2 separate regions of the Mus musculus genome follow, and region 1 is linked to region 2. Evidence: chromatin contacts called from public promoter capture Hi-C data. All regions are on one chromosome and are shown on one strand. Each heading gives the region's core, a stretch centred on a gene start, on an enhancer-like site or on the middle of the called end of the contact. The rest is flanking DNA. Distances are from core to core; before and after follow the strand shown. Region 1 holds the start of Nr2c2ap (nuclear receptor 2C2-associated protein). Region 2 holds the start of Gatad2a (GATA zinc finger domain containing 2A).

Evidence for each region. Capture Hi-C pulls out chosen DNA fragments and counts their contacts.
Region 1: a contact with region 2 is called in a promoter capture Hi-C map of adipose tissue. The contact joins the promoter of Nr2c2ap here to the promoter of Gatad2a in region 2. A contact is called at or near these places in 4 of 39 promoter capture datasets (the C10 cell line, frontonasal cranial neural crest, liver and 1 more), 7 of 484 Hi-C or Micro-C datasets (the C2C12 cell line, Sertoli cells, embryonic stem cells and 2 more), 6 of 115 datasets of contacts at active chromatin or transcription factors (the SCID.adh cell line, bone marrow-derived macrophages, craniofacial prominence and 2 more) and 4 of 9 other capture datasets (adipose tissue, liver, macrophages and 1 more).

Annotation. Positions count from the first base shown.
Region 1 is chr8:70,129,376-70,137,274 of GRCm38.p6, reverse strand. It overlaps Nr2c2ap (nuclear receptor 2C2-associated protein), which reads right to left and starts at 5,948. Exons shown (of 5, transcript NM_001025586.2): 1 at 5,676-5,948; 2 at 5,267-5,357; 3 at 4,758-4,863; 4 at 4,621-4,688; 5 at 3,523-4,178. The coding sequence starts at 5,713. The coding sequence ends at 4,059. Rfxank (regulatory factor X-associated ankyrin-containing protein) reads left to right here. Exons shown (of 9, transcript NM_011266.2): 3 at 985-1,065; 4 at 1,644-1,739; 5 at 1,884-1,984; 6 at 2,111-2,236; 7 at 2,597-2,663; 8 at 2,969-3,049; 9 at 3,812-6,469. The coding sequence ends at 3,882.
Region 2 is chr8:69,972,719-69,980,273 of GRCm38.p6, reverse strand. Gatad2a (GATA zinc finger domain containing 2A) reads left to right here and starts at 5,891. Exons shown (of 13, transcript NM_001113346.1): 1 at 5,891-6,184.

The DNA of each region.
Region 1 (7,899 bases), core at 4,699-7,198, 160 kb before region 2:
TGTAAATAAGAAAAGGAATAAGAGCCGGGCCGTGGTGGCACACACCTTTAATCCCAGCACTTGGGAGGCAGAGGCAGGAAGATTTCTGAGTTCGAGGCCAGCCTGGTCTACAAAGTGAGTCCAGAACAGCCAGGGCTACACAGAGAAACCCTATCTCGAAAAACCAAAGAAAAAAAAAAAGAAAAGGAATAAGAAAAAATAAAACAGATAGGTTGCCAAGAGAACAATATTTTTTTCTCCAGCGAAGAGTTCCACAACCGGTTCCAGGAGGCCTCCCCCTTTGTAGGTCGATTGCCTCAGTCTGTGGAACTTGTCACACAGATCCTACTGGAGGTGGTGTGGCACAGAAGAGGGCATTAGATCACTGGAACTGGACTTACCATAGACTATGAGGCAACGGGTGGGTATCATGATCCAAATCCAGGTCCTAGGGCAGAACAGCCAGTGCTCTAACCACTGAGGCACATCTCCAGCGTCTGTGTGTGAGCAGTGCAGGTGTCCACAGAGGCCAGAGGCATCAGGTACCCTGAGGCTGGGGTTCCTCACAGGCAGGTGCTAGGAACCACCTCTGCAGGGGTCCTCTGCAAGAGCAGCAAGCACTCGTGACCAGCAAATGATCCATCTCCAGCTCCTTGTTTCTTGTTCTGGTGTGTGCTGGACCACCACACTGCATCCACAGCCCTTCTGCCCCCACCTGCTCCTCCTGTTCCTTTGCCATAGGGCTCCATTCTGTGGTCTCAACTGAGCTGGAATTCCCTGTGTAGCCCAGGCTGGGAATGTGGCCTGTGCCACCAGGCCCTTCATCTTCCTTTCACTTAAGAAGATTATTAATTTACGGTTAATGTCTGTGAATGTCTGTGTGAATGTGGGTGTGCACGTGGAGATCAGAGGGGTGGTCTTCTTAAGCCTGGAGCCTGCAGCATCTGTCCTGACACCCTTGGGACAAGCCCAGACCCCAGGGAACAGCCCTTCCTCTTCCTGCAGGAAGTTTCTTGAAGCACTCCACAACCCTCACAAACCGGCAACGTGGGAATGAGGTCTCAGCTCTGCCAGCCACCCTGGACTGTAAGTAGAACTCAAGTAGGGGTGGGTCTAGAGGATTCCTTACAAGCTCCATGGTGCTCTATGGCCCTGCAGTTGGGGCGGGAGATCAGAAGTTCAAGGTCATTCCTAGCTACTTACAGAATAGGAGGTCAGCCTAGATTACATGAGATCCTGTAACAAAAACAAGAAAGAACGAAAGACCACAAGGGATTGGGGAATGTAGCTTAGTGGGTAAAGTGCTTATGGCTCAGTGGCTAGAGTACTTGTAGCTTAGTGGATGGAGTGCTTATAGCTCAGTTGTCAGAGTGCTTGTAGCTCAGTTGGTAGATTGCTCAGCTAGCATGCACAAAGTCCTGAGTTCTATCTCAGTCTCCTCGTAATACTGCGAATAGTAGCGCATACCTGTCATACCAGCACTCATGAGAATTAGCAGTTCTATGTCATCCTTTGCTACACAGAGCAAACATGTACCAAGTTGCAGGCCAGCCAGGGCTACATGAGAACCTACCTCAAAACAGAAACAAAGAGAGGATGAGCAGGGTAAACTGAGGCCTGGAGAGGGATGGAGTAGGTGAGCACTGCCTGTCTCTGCCCCCCAGCCCTTTCTATCCACCAGCTTGCAGCCCAAGGGGAGCTGAGCCAACTGAAGGATCATCTGCGGAAGGGTGCGTGTCCTGCCTGCACATGCCTGTCTGGTAGGGGAACTTGTGCGTGAGAGTGGCTTGTGTGTGCATGTATGATTTGTGTAATGTTCCCCTTCATGTGACCCCTGAACCCCGCCCACCCTGCTCACAAGAGCTGACAATCTTGCCATCCCCATCCCATATTCCACTTGTCAGGAAACAACCTGATCAACAAACCGGATGAGCGTGGCTTCACCCCCCTCATCTGGGCCTCAGCCTTTGGAGAAATTGAGACAGTTCGCTTCCTGCTAGACTGGGTACGTCTATCCTGGGAACACATGGACAGGCCGGGGTCTCAGCCTCTGAAGCTGCTACATTGGAGATGTGCTGCCCTACTTGGAGACCCTGGGGTTCCAGGGTCCCATCACTATCCTGTCTCCCAGGGTGCTGACCCCCACATCCTGGCCAAGGAGCGGGAGAGCGCACTGTCACTTGCCAGTATGGGTGGCTACACGGACATCGTGAGGTTGCTGCTTGACCGTGACGTGGACATCAACATCTATGACTGGGTGAGGCACTGCCACCCTTATCTGTCTTAGCCTCCTGCTTTCTATTCCTACCCAAATATGGATGGGGTCCCTGCAAGGTGCCAAGCCTGCTCTGGTTCTGGGAACACAAGACAACTGCCCTCACACCTGATAACAGTTCCCAGTGCAGGGAAAACAAGATACAAAGAGTAGAGCTATAAATGGCCGGTTCACAGGCAGTCTAGCAAAAGTCTGGGAGGGCTTCCTGGAAGAATGGGCATCTAGGACACAGAACAGAAAGATATCCCAAGTGGTAGGCAGGAAGTAGGTTGAATTGGCAGCCAGAGGGCAAGGGCAGGGCACTGAGATTTACCTTGGTTTTTACATGATCTTATCCAACAGAATGGAGGAACACCACTGCTCTACGCTGTGCGTGGGAACCACGTGAAGTGTGTGGAGGCCTTACTGGGTAAGTGGGAGCCCATGGGCCCTGCAGGAATCACAGGCTCCAAGTGTAGACCAGAAGAGACAGGGTAGTGTGAGGGGGTTTGTGTTGGATCCTGTCAGCCATGATGAGCCTCCTACCCTCCATGCCTCAGAGACTCTAAACCCTGTTCTTTGGGTAGGGGCTCCTGAAGTCTGGCCACTGTGCTGTGTCAATGGACAAAAGGCAGACCTGTAGTTGTACTGGGGTGGGGAGGGAAGAGTCACTCCAGCCTTCAGTCCCCAAGCCCTGCCATGAGCTCATCTCTGAGTGCCCATTCCTCTTCACAGCCCGGGGTGCTGACCTCACCACAGAGGCTGACTCTGGCTACACCCCAATGGATCTCGCAGTGGCCCTGGGATACCGCAAAGGTGGGCTTGGGATGCTGTGGCAAGCTGAGGGGCTGTGGATGGGGTGGCCACAAAGGCTGTACACGGGGTGTTCCCCATGGGTGCTAGATCCTGGTAGGAAACACGGCCCTTAGCACCCAGGTTGCAGCAGGGACACCAGTGCATGACAAGAGAACACTGCCCCAGGGAGACACAGACACTCAGAGACACTCTGGGGGACACAGACACTCAGGCACACTCTGGGGGGACAAAGACACTCAAGAGACACTCTGGGAGCACACAGACACTCAGACACATTCTGGAGGACACAGACACTCAGACACACTCTGGGGGACACAGACACTCGGAGATACAAACAGCACCATCCAGGCCCAGGGTGGGCGTAGTCTTGGTTATCACCTCCACCCACATCCACACATTGTTCCTCTTGGTGGTGGGGTGGGCATCCCAGACTTCCATTCCTGTTGCTGTAACAGAGTACCACAAATGGGGTGTTTGGTTTTTTTTAACATTTTATTTGGACTCATGGTTCTGGAGGCAGAGAGAGCTACAATTCGGAGGGTGGGTGGGATACAGGAGTGAAGGGAGACAGGCAAACCTTGCCTTAAAGCAACCTATTCTCAAGGTAGTGAGCCCAGCCCAGCAAGAACAGAAAAGCAGAAAAGCACTTGGCTGGACAGTTTCCTGCTCACGGCCTCCTGTTTACATCAGAGGCTGAGCATCTTCTTCAGTCCCTTCTTCCCGGCTCCCCCAGCTCACCCCTCCTCCCACCTCCTCCCACAGTGCAACAGGTGATGGAGAGCCACATCCTCAGATTGTTCCAGAGCACCCTGGGGCCTGTGGACCCCGAGTGAAGACAGCCTGCTGGGAACCCAGGCACTCAGGGACAGTCAGCCCACAACTGGCTTGAAAGGCAGCTCCTGGACAGTGGTGGGAAGAGCCCTCCGCAACAGGAACCAATAAATCTGTGCAGAACTTGAAGGTCTTCAGGGTGCCTCCCAGGGGGGCTTCCTGGAAGAATAGCCGCTTCTCACCCTGCCTTCTCACCCAGCACCCGCAGGTGGTAGATGACTACACGGCCAAAAAAGTCGGTGGTGTCCTCAAAAGTCAACTTCAGTCGGTCCACCTCCATTGTGGGGATGGAGAAGGTGTGACTTCTTGCAGTCAAGGAAATGGTGGTTTTATCTCTGACCCATCAGGCCCCACCTTCCCAGTCCAGAGACCACCCGATGGGCCACTGACTAAAGGCTCTTGATTCTCATACCCAGCAAGAAATCAATAGCACCTTTTTTTCTTTTTCTTTTAAATATGGGGGTCTCAGGTAACCCAGGCTGGCCTCAAACTGTAGTTGAGGCTGACCTTGAACTCCTGATCTTCCTGCTGCCCCTCCAGGGCACTAAAGCACAGAGAAGCAGTTCCTACTCCTGCGGAGGAGGTCAAAGCTTTGATTCTTTTGAGACAGGGTCTGGTCCAAGCTGGCCTGGCATTCTGGATCCTCCTGCCCCAGCCTCCCCAGTGCCATTACCACCACACCCAAAGACCTGAAGCTTGTAGAAAACCAGATCCCTCCCACCACAAGACAGGCAGGATATCTGAAGGGCATTGGTGTCCTCAGGGTAGAAATCTACAATCTTGCTGAGTGCCTCCCCACCCCGTGAACCTGCAATGGAGAAATGGGCTAAGAATCCAGGGAACCCTGTGGACACCCCACCTCTCAGCTTTCTTGTACCTTCCAGGCAGCTGTGGCGACTGGAGAAGCCACCCTGGAACTGCACCTGCAGCTGTGTGATCTGAACACACTGGGGAAACTCGAGTGACACCCACTGGGAGGGGCCCTGGAAGCAGAGGGATAAACTGAGGCACTTGGTAACTGCAAGGTTAGGGCCCTATGATGTTCTGTTCATCTTTCTTTCTTTTTTTTTTCCCCAAGACAGGGTTTCTCTGTGTAGCTCTGGCTGTCCTGGAACTCACTTTGTAGACCAGGCTGGCCTCGAACTCAGAGATCCACCTGCCTCTGCCTCCCAAGTGCTGGGATTAAAGGCGTGTGCCACCACTGCCCGCCTTTTTTGTTTGTTTGTTTTTTGTCTGTTCATCTTTCAAGTGTCACTGCCACGGCCAGCACAGGAAGGGTACAAGCACACTGTGCTTTCTAGTCTCCCCAGAGATCTCAAGGCACCCTGTAACCTTGCATCTTCTACACCCCTACACTTGGAATGAAGGGGTATAGAAGCACCTCACCTGGTCAGAGTTCCAGCACGTCTCTTCATCCTGGTCAAAAAGATGTTTCTTTCCAAATTGCCGGCTGTTGCGATTGAGCACAGAACTGACCCTGCAGGACAGGACCAGGTTAGGGGCCTCAACACTTGGACATCCTTGCTGTGAGCCACCCACCAGGCCGGCCGGCCCCACACCCAAGAACTCTGCTACCAACAGCCAGGAACTTAACTACCAGACCGCACCCCCAGCCAGGGAACAGATGCACCAGGCAACACACCACTTAAACCACGGGACTCTACCACCTGGCTCCGCCCCCAGGCTGCTCCAGGTTCCTGATTCTGGACCCCAGCTAGCTGCCATCTGGGCCTCGTCTCCACAACTCAGCTCCCAGTTCTTCCGCCCCCGCGCCCAGATCTACACTGAGTCTCACCTGCTCACAGTGTCCGGACAAACCAAAGACTGAGTCATCACAGTTCTAGGATGACTCGCGGAACGCGAGTTCGAAGCCCGGCGCTGCCACTCCCAACTTGATCTAGCGGCCACACTCCCTACCCCCGGCCACCTCTATATGACAAGGTGGGCGATCTGGGAACCGGAGGAACACTAAAAGCAGCTTTCTAAACCAACCGAGCCCCAGCGGCTCTGCAGATCTACGAACCCGGAACCGCGTGCGGATAGCGCACGCGCAGTGCTACACAGACACTGTTCCGTTCGCGGGGCCGGGGCGGGGTTTATGGCACCTCCCCTTCGCCTCTTAAAGGGCCCTCACACTGAGGTTTCTGGTTCTGTTGAACTACACACCTAGTGGCTACAAAATGTTCCCATGGCCTTCCTGTGATCATGTCTACCTGCAGAAGGCCTTGCTCGCCGTGGATGCAGCTTGGGAGCCCTGCACCCCATTGCCTTCCAAAGAGGCCAAAATAAATGTTGAAGAGGCCGTGCTACTGGGTGCATCAGTCACCCCCAGCCCTTGCGTCCTGCTCCGACCCTAAATCCATCTCCTGCAGGGCTTACGTTTCATGCTAACATGGACAGTAGCAGATCTGCCTAATATATTTTTGAGACAGGGTCTCGTGTAGATTTGGCTGCCCGGAATTTGCCTCGCAGGTAATGGCCGCCTAGACTCCCAGAAATCCTCCTGCCTCTGCCTCCTGAGCCCTGGGATTAAAGGCATGCACCTTCACGCCCCGTATTGGGATTAAAGTATATTTTTTAATTAAAAACACTTTAATGTGTAATGAGTGTTTTGCTTGAGTGTTTGTATACTATACATGTCTGGTAATTGTCCATCCAGAAGAGAACATGGGATCTCCTGTACCACCACTTCCAGTGAGGCTGCTGGAAACCGACTGTAGGTCCTCTGCGAGAACAGGAAGTGCTCTCAAACATTTTCCAGAGTCTACTTTTTGTATTACTTTTATTAATATGTGGAAGTTAGAGCATAACGTGTAGGAGTTAGCTTTCTCCTTTCACCGCATGGGTCCTGGGGATTGCATTTGAGTCATCAGGGTCAGCTACTTTACCAACTGAGCCATCTCCTCAGCTAAGGAGCTCAATAGCAGGCTGCCCAGAAAGTGCAAGGCACTGGGTCCCATCACCAGCGCGAAGGATAAATCAGTCTCTCAGCGAATGCTTTCCTAACATGTTATGGAAGACTTGGTCAAAGAATGGTGTAAGGTGGATTTCAGAGGATGCAGAGGAGTGTGTCCCAGTGGGAGCAAACAAAACCAGACATAGACACCCCAAACATCATGGGTTCAGGGATGAGTCACAGGAACAAAGAGACTGAAGAAGCAGGGAGACTTTCTAAAGGAAGGGCTTTCTGGAAGAGAAAGAGTTCCAGGCCAGGGATTAGCAAAAACATAGAATCAGGTGACACAGACAACAGGTTTGAATGAGAGCTAGGGAGCCACTTCCCACTGGTCTGCAGCAGCTTTGGGGAGAGGGTGGAACCCCAGCCTGCTCTCTGAATGAAGACTCCCAAGACAGAGCAGCCTCTGGGTTGAATGGCCTCTGATCTTTCCTCTTTCTGTGAGCGCCAGAGGGTTCCTTAGCATCCCACCGGTGTCTCCTAAGTCCGCCCCAGGAAGCAGGCCTGGCAGGGTAACTGGGTCACATCAGGAGGGATGCCCTGCCAGCCCAGAAATGCAGGGCCTTCCTTGCCAGGCCATCCAGCTTCAGCCTAGCTGTTTTCCAAGGCCATGCGTCATTAAACGTTTGGCTATGTGTTCTCAGACAAACCTTTGACCTCTGAGCTCAACTTCCTGCCTGTGAAAAGTAGGCCCTTTGGGTTGACGCCCAGTAACAATGACACTTGGGACACTAGGGCTCATAGACAAGTCTGTCTCTAGGCATGGACTCATCACTACCCTGCCAATGGCTGGCTGTGTTACCTCTATGGCACTCAACACAAAAAAGGTGGCTGTGGTGCCTGAAGAGACTGCATAGAATCCCAGCCGCCATCCTTCCTGTATTGCTTCTGGCCCTGGCATGAGGCTGCCTGGCCCCCTGGGACACTGCCAGCTCCCTACTCTCTTCCCGCCTCCTCACCCCACTGGCGCCTGGGCATGAAAGAGCCTCCTGTTTCACCAGGGAATTAGTAGCTCTGAGTTCCCAGTGAAGTAGCCAACATGGTGCATTCATCCCTGAGTCAG
Region 2 (7,555 bases), core at 4,642-7,141:
ACCTGCAAGACTAGCACCTAGGAAGCTGGGCGGTGGTGCCTCCCAGCACTTGGGAGTCAGAGTTCGAGGCCAGCCTGGTCTACAAAGTGAGTTCCAGGACAGCCAGGGCTATACAGAGAAACCCTGTTTCGGGGAAAACAAAAAACAAAACAAAACAAACAAACAAACAAAACAAAAAAAGAATAATTTTTGCTTTTCTGGAGGATCCAGGTCTGGTTTCCAGCACTTGCATGGAGGCTCACTACCATCTGTAACTCCAGTTCCAGGGGATCCCATACTGTCTTAGTCAGGGTTACTATTGCTGTGGAGAAACACCATGACCAAAGCAACTTGGGGAAGGAAGGGTTTATTTAGCTTACACTTCTGTATCACTGTTATCATTAATGGCAGGACAGGAACTCAAAAAGGGCAGGAACCTGGAGGCAGGAGCTGATTCAGAGGCCATGGTGGGTGCTGCTTACTGGCTTGCTCCATATAGACTACTCAGCCTGCTTTCTTATAGAGCCCAGGACCATCAGACCAGGGATAGCACTACTCAAAAAGGGCTGGGTGCTCCCTCATCAATCAGTAATTGAGAAAATGCCCTAGAGACTTGCCTAAGCATGGAAACTTTTTCTCAGTTTGATTTGTCTTCACTCAGATGAACGTAGTAAGTGTTGAGTTGACATGAAACTAGGCAGCACATACTCTTTTTTGGCTTTTACACATGTGACACATGCCGGCAAATATATATAGAAGTCCTAGGGTTATAGGTGTGAGTTACTATAACCAGCTGGTCTCAGACTCTGAGTTCATTATTTATCTGGGGTGCTGGGGTTGAACCCCCTGAGTTTTATCTCCTCCTGAGTTTAAATGATCTTCTTCCCTCTCCAACAGCTGGGTCTACAGACATGTACTGTCATGTTCTGTTCCCAGCCCTGTTTTTATTGTCTTGGTCCTGGGGATAGAACCTAGTTCTTTACCCATTGCCAGCATGAGTTCTACCATATTAATGAACAATACCACTGGCCTGGCCCTTCCACTAGTGGTTTTACTTTTATTTTTGTAAATATAATATATTTCAACCCCCCCCCCCCCACACACACAGTTAGTTGCAGGAGTCAAATTTCTCCTCCTTCCATGTAGAGTCCCAGGGATTGAACTCAAGATTGTCAGGCTTGGCAGCAAGCATCTTTACCCATGAGCCATCCTTACAGCTTGAAGCTGACATTTTAGCCCTTTTTCCAGATATTTTATTGTAGCTGGCTCCAGCTTGCTTCTCTATTATTCTGGATATCTGGAATGCTTTCCATAATTCATCTGATAGGAGCTTCTTCAAATGTCACATCCTTAGAGAGGGGCTTAGCTCTTCCTGTGTGACTCTACCTGCCTGTCTTTCATTTCTTTCTTCACTCTTTTCTCCCCTCGTACTGCAGTGTCCCATGCCTTGGTCCTGAAAACCTGACTGGAGTGGTGAAAGAATGAGGAATGAACAGAAACACTACAGAAAAGCTGGGATCAGGCGGACTGTGTTTGCTCTGGTAGAGGACATCTACTATACAACAACCTGGCACCTTAGGGTGTTTCTTATGTATAGCACAGGGGGAGGAGTTAGCTAGTCTGAGTAGTAGGTTCAATAGGGAAGCAGTCTCCTTATCATGTTGGAGAAGGAAGTTAGTTTTTTCAAACTCTGCCAGCAAAACTAGAACCATTCCTTGTGCTTTGCCATCCCTTTAACCTTACCCCGGGAGAAGGCTTTGCCAATTCCCATGGCTTCTGAGGCATTGGCTCCTTCACGTAGCTGTATGCCAACAATACACATTCACGGAGGACTTCATCCACTCTTTACACATTCACCCAGGACTTCCTCAGCTTCCTACACTGGAAAAAGAACCTAGGACTTCCACATGAATGGTAAGTCCTCTGGCCTTCTAGCGCTAACCTAGCTTTTTTTTTTTTTTTTTTTTTTTTTTTTTTTTTTTTTTTGAAACAGGGTCTATCTAAATGCCAGACTTTGGGAAGGGAGTTTCTTTCTTGAGGGACCTGACATTGTCTTAAGTTACCAAAGCTGGCCTTGAACTCACTTTTGTAGGCTAGGCTGTGTCAGCCTCTCTGCTGTCAGGATGGCCAGCCTGTATCCCCAGGCCAGATAGCTCTTTGGTTTTTCTTTTATGCTGCTGGGAACCAAGGGCCTTGAGCTTGCTAGTCACTGGCTTATCTCTTGAGCTGTAACTGAATCTAGAGTCTTAGTCTCCCCTTTCTCTCTTCTTTTTAGTTTTTTGAGACTGAATCTCATATAATTCAAGGTGGCCCTGAACTCCGATTCTCCTGCCTCTGCTTCCTGAGTGCTAGATGATATGTTTGTACCTGCTGACTTCAGTGTTTCTTAAGAATGCATTCTGAAGCCGGGCGTGGTGGCGCACGCCTTTAATCCCAGCACTCGGGAGGCAGAGGCAGGCGGATTTCTGAGTTCGAGGCCAGCCTGGTCTACAGAGTGAGTTCCAGGACAGCCAGGGCTACACAGAGAAACCCTGTCTCAAAAAAAAAACAACAACAACAAACAAAACAAAACAAAACAAAACAAAAGAAAAAAAAAAAGAATGCATTCTGTAAATTGGGGCCATTTTATCTTTCTTACTCTCCATCAACTTCTAGAGTGTGCTCCTGCTGACCTGTCACATGTGATGCTTTTGGTACCAGTGTTCTCCAAATTCTTGACCATCAGTTAGGAATGCATTTTAAGTTTTATTCATCAAAAACTTGAATGGAACTTTCAATAGAATAGAAAAGTGCAAGTTCCAGCTGGGTGTGGTAGTTCACACCTTTAAGCCCAAAACTTGGGAGGTAGAGGCAGGTGTGTACCTTTGAATTTGAGGCAAGTCTGTTCTACAAAGCAAGTTCTAGGACAGCCAAGGCTGCACAGAATGACCGTGTATTAAAAAAACCAGAGGGGGGGGGGAGGAAGAGGAGAAGAAAGAAAGTGCAGTGTCTCCAGCATTCAGCAGGGTTGCTTTGGATTCTTGAACCAACTCCAGCTTCTGCTATGAAAGGAGACCCGAACATGGGAATTTAGCCCCCAAGTATTTTTTTTTTCTTCCCTTCAGTATCTTGTGTAGGAACAGGCTCAGATGCTAGTGCATTAAAAGATAATTAGACTATTTTTTACAGTGGTTGGGGAGTAAGGAGACTTGGCTATTATTAGCAAAGTTTTTTTTTCTTCCTCTCCCCTCTTCCCTGGGGTTTTGGGCATGCTGGGCAAGGGCTTCACTGTTGAGCTACATCCCCTGCTAGAGAAGTGTTTTGAAAGTGGTTCACTAACAGCTTGTTCTTAGGGCAGAGAAAGCAGAGGAAAACATGGCTGGTAATTAGGGTGTCTGCAGCTTGGACAGTGTTGTGAGCAGCTGAGTGCCTCATGTTTCATAAAAGCTAGCCCAATGCATCAGGGCAGGGAGGTTTCCAGTCAAGCAGCTAAGCCATAAAGGGACCCCCAAAGAGGCCTGCCCCTACTGTCACTTCATCATTTGTGTCCCTAGCTCCATTTCTGTCACAGAAGGAAACTCTTGTGTTTTACCTTTGCTCTCCACCCAATACTTTCTCCAATAGAGAAGTTGACACTGCCCTCTGGAGCAGCTCACCTGTCACCAGTCCACACTGCTGTCTTTAGCATGTCACAGATGATGCCTCCTTCTTTAAACTGGACAGTTTGTCACCTTGGTGACTCACAAAGTGCTTAACAATTTAGACTCTGAGTCCTTACCCTGGCTTGGAGTTTGAGGGCTCCCACTTGACCACACTTGGTTCAGTTCATCGCTAATTAAAGTTGGCATTAATCGGAACCAGGTGAGGTAACGGTTTCTTGTTTTGCTGTAATGCACACCATCTGATTAATCACTGTGGCACCAGTGGCTCTTAGAGCTACACGGAAGCCCTGGATTCTGCCGACCCATCTTTCCTTGTACAGGGATGGAGCAGAGGCCCTTGAACTATATACCTGGTCAAGTTTGAGAGCTTTTTGTTTAAGCTGAAACATTTGCATTTCTTTGCCGCAATCGGTATTTTGTATCTTTTTGATGTTGAAGAGTGCTTCTCTTAAGGTTCTGCAAGATGTTGCTTTAAACTTGGAAGGTTTAGGTATGGGTAGGGGTCAGTGACAAAGTTGCCAACTGTAAAACTCCACAGAAATTCAGAAGGACTTAGGGAAGGCAGTGCTGAGGATGAGGATTTTTGTAATTTTTCAAATTTGGGGTGAGACCCACTTATAGATTAGAAGTACTTTTGATGTTTTTCCCAACACAACAGAAGCCATCAGATTACATTACAGTTGTGCAGTAACACATTTCAGTTATGTGTGTTACAAAAAAGGTACTTCAGCAGTTTTCAGGAGTCCTGGTGTCTGTCTCATCACTATTTCAAAGCTGGAATAGGAACATGGCAGGAGTCTGTTTCAGTGATTCTGATATTAACAACTGCTTTGTGACACTAGACTTTCTTTTTTCTTTTTCATTTTTTCCTCTCAAGACAGAGTTTCTCTGTAGTCTTAGCCATAGTACAGACTGGCCACGAACTCATCCACCTACCTTGAGGCTTCATTTTCTTTATTTCATTTCCTTTTCTTTCTTTTTCTTTTTTTAAAGATTTATTTATTATATGTGAGTACACTGTAGCTGTCTTTAGACATACCAGAAGAGGGCATCTCATTACAGATAGTTGTGAGCCACCATGTGATTGCTGGGATTTGAACTCAGGACCTCCAGAAGAGCAGTTGGTGCTCTTAACCACTGAGCCATCTCTCCAACCCTTATATATATATATATTAAAAGAAACTGATGTGTCATGAGTGTTTTGCCTGCATGTGCATCTGTGTACCACATGTGTACTTGTTGCCTGAGGAGGAGAGCCTCCATGTGGGTGCTGGGAATAGAACCCAGGTCTTCCACAACAAGAAGTGCCCTTAACCACTGAGCTAACTCTTTAGCCCTGGGCTTTGTCTTCATAAGATTTCTTTATGACGTGTTTCTGTATGATGAGGACAGAAGGCATAAATACCCTAGAACCGGAGTTATGGTAGGTTGTAAGCCACCATGTGGGTGCTTGGGTCTTCTGCAAGAGCAGCCAGTACCTTTAATTGCTGAGCCATGACTCCAGATGTGTTTTTTAAATTAACATATTTTATTTATGAGCGTGTGTTTGTGTCTGAGGACAACTTGTGCGGATGGAACTCAGGTCATTATGTTTGGTGGCAAGCCTCTTTAAACCACTGAGCCATGTCGCTGTCCTGGAATAGGTTTTCTATGAACTTTGTACTTTTCCCTGTTGAAATTGTAAATTGGCTTCAGATGCTTCATAATCTCCCCAAACTTGCTTCCTTTCTGGCTATTATTGTCTCCTTGGTGTTACCAGAGAGGGTTGGGCGCAGGTTTGTTTTCTTGGGGATTCCTTCTTCTCCAGAGGCACAGGCTAGATGTGGATTACTGGAAGGAGACAGCCGTCCACCTCGTTCTCTGCAGGTGGATTGGCTTGGTGGGTAGGTTGAACTGTCTGCGGTCCGGGGGAGAGGGGTGACCGCTCAGCCGATCGCACCTTCTCACTGGAGGTCAACACCGAAGTTCCTGAGAGGAAGCTTTGCGAGGCCCCGGGCGCGTCTCAGAGTTACAAGAGGTGGCCGTGCAGGGCTCGGGCGAGGTCAGCGTGAGTCAGCCCTGGGCGCGGCCGAGCTCTGTGCACTAAGCTGGCCATGGCTGAGGGGCGCTTAGCAGCCCAAGTGGGAAACCCAGTCGCTTAGCGCAGCGTCGCCAGTCTTTGGGGCTGGGAGGGCGGTGCTTCCGGGTAGGCCCGCCCAGCCTCGCCTCCAGGGAACCACGCCCACATAAGACCACGCCCACAGGGAGCCCCTCCCTTCCCGACCCCGCCCATCCGGGTGCGGGCGGGTGGCGTCGCCTTTAAGAGCTCCCCGGTGTTTTGGGGGCCGCGGGCCGGGCGCGCTGACCTGGTGCGCATGTCCCGGGCGGTGACGCCGGCGCCGGGCTCCATGTGTGCGGCCGAGGGGCGCATTATCTGGCCGGCGGCGCGGGCGGGCGGAGCGGCGGAGCGAGCGCCGCGGGCCCGGGCGGCCCCTCAGGCGCAGCGAGCACGCGCGGCCGGCGCCCCCCGCCCCCAGCCCTGTGGACACGCGCGCTGCCCCTGGGCCCGGTCGGCGCGCGGCCGGGTAAGTTCCTAGCAAACTTGGCAAGGCGGGGCGGGGGCGCGGGAAAGTGGGAGCGCGGTCGTATTCGGTTTGCTGCGCTGCGGTTCGCTTCGCCTGCGCCGCTGGAAAGTTCCCCACCGCCCTCGCACGTGGGGCTGGGGTCCCTGGTCCCCGGAGCCGGGAAGTGGCCGAGTCGCCTCACTCCCTCCTGAGCTTTTCAGGCTGGGAGGCCGCCCCAAGGGGGGCGGCGGGCACACAGCACGTGGACGAGTGGCGTGGGGTGAGAGTCCACGGGAGGGTCGGGGGTCCGAGCCCGGCGGCGGCGTTAAATTCGGCGGCGACGGCGGCGGCGGAGGCGGCGGAGGATCCCGTGTCAGAATAAGAGTCCCTGCGCGCCCACGCCTGCAGGGCCGGTCCCCCCCCCCCCCCACCGTCCTGCTTGGGCTCGCGCCCTTCCTGCTTGACCCTGGGGAGCCATGGGACCCTTCCCCCTCTCTTGGTTCCTGTTTTCCTCATGGCCCTCCACTTTAAATTTGCCTCCGGGTGTACGATGTGGCTCCAATAATTTCTTTTTTCTTCCACCTGGAACGGGTTGGCATCAGTGACTAGACAGCAGCAGCTGGCCTTTTAAAGGGATTAATGCCAAGAATCGGAATTGATCACTTCAACAAGGAAAGGCTTCTGGGCAGGCCTCAGCCGCAGCCGGACTGCGCTCTCCGGAACCCTGAAATGAATGGGGACCCCTCATTAAGACCTGTATGGCAGAATGTTTTGTTTTTCCTTCCCGCCCCTGCAGTTTTAGCAGAGGCTGCAAGTTCTACCTACCTGACTCACTTCAGGTAGTTCACTCTTATCTTGTGGCTTTGGATTCTTTAGGACAAAGTCCTGGTGAGTCTCCTGAGCCTTACATTTTCTTGACAGCATTAACTTCTTTTTATCTTCTTGGAGTATGCAGCACTCCCACGTCCCTGTTAATGTGTGTGTCCATTCACAAAGCGATAGATACCTGTTGTGGATGTAATCTGTATACTGAGCCTGAGTCTCCCTCTTGTTCTTCTCATCCTACCATTCGGTGGTTACGGTGGTTACAACTTTTCTTTAAAGCAACATTACACCACAGCACTGTGAATACCCTCCAGTCCTTAGCTTATACCTGGCTCTCAGTGTGCATGGGCCAAGTTTCCTTTGCAGGTATAGCAGGTACCAAAAATGATCCTTCTGATGTATAATACCTAATTTCCAGATGAGAAGTTGTAGCTTCTACAAGTCCTGTTGTTCCCTCACTGCTTAGTGAAGGGGCAGAGATGTGATTGCTGTACGTTTTCTGCATTAGAACTGGGGAACGTAGCTGCTTTCCCCTTGTATGTGAGAATTCCCCCTGCTCTAGTACAT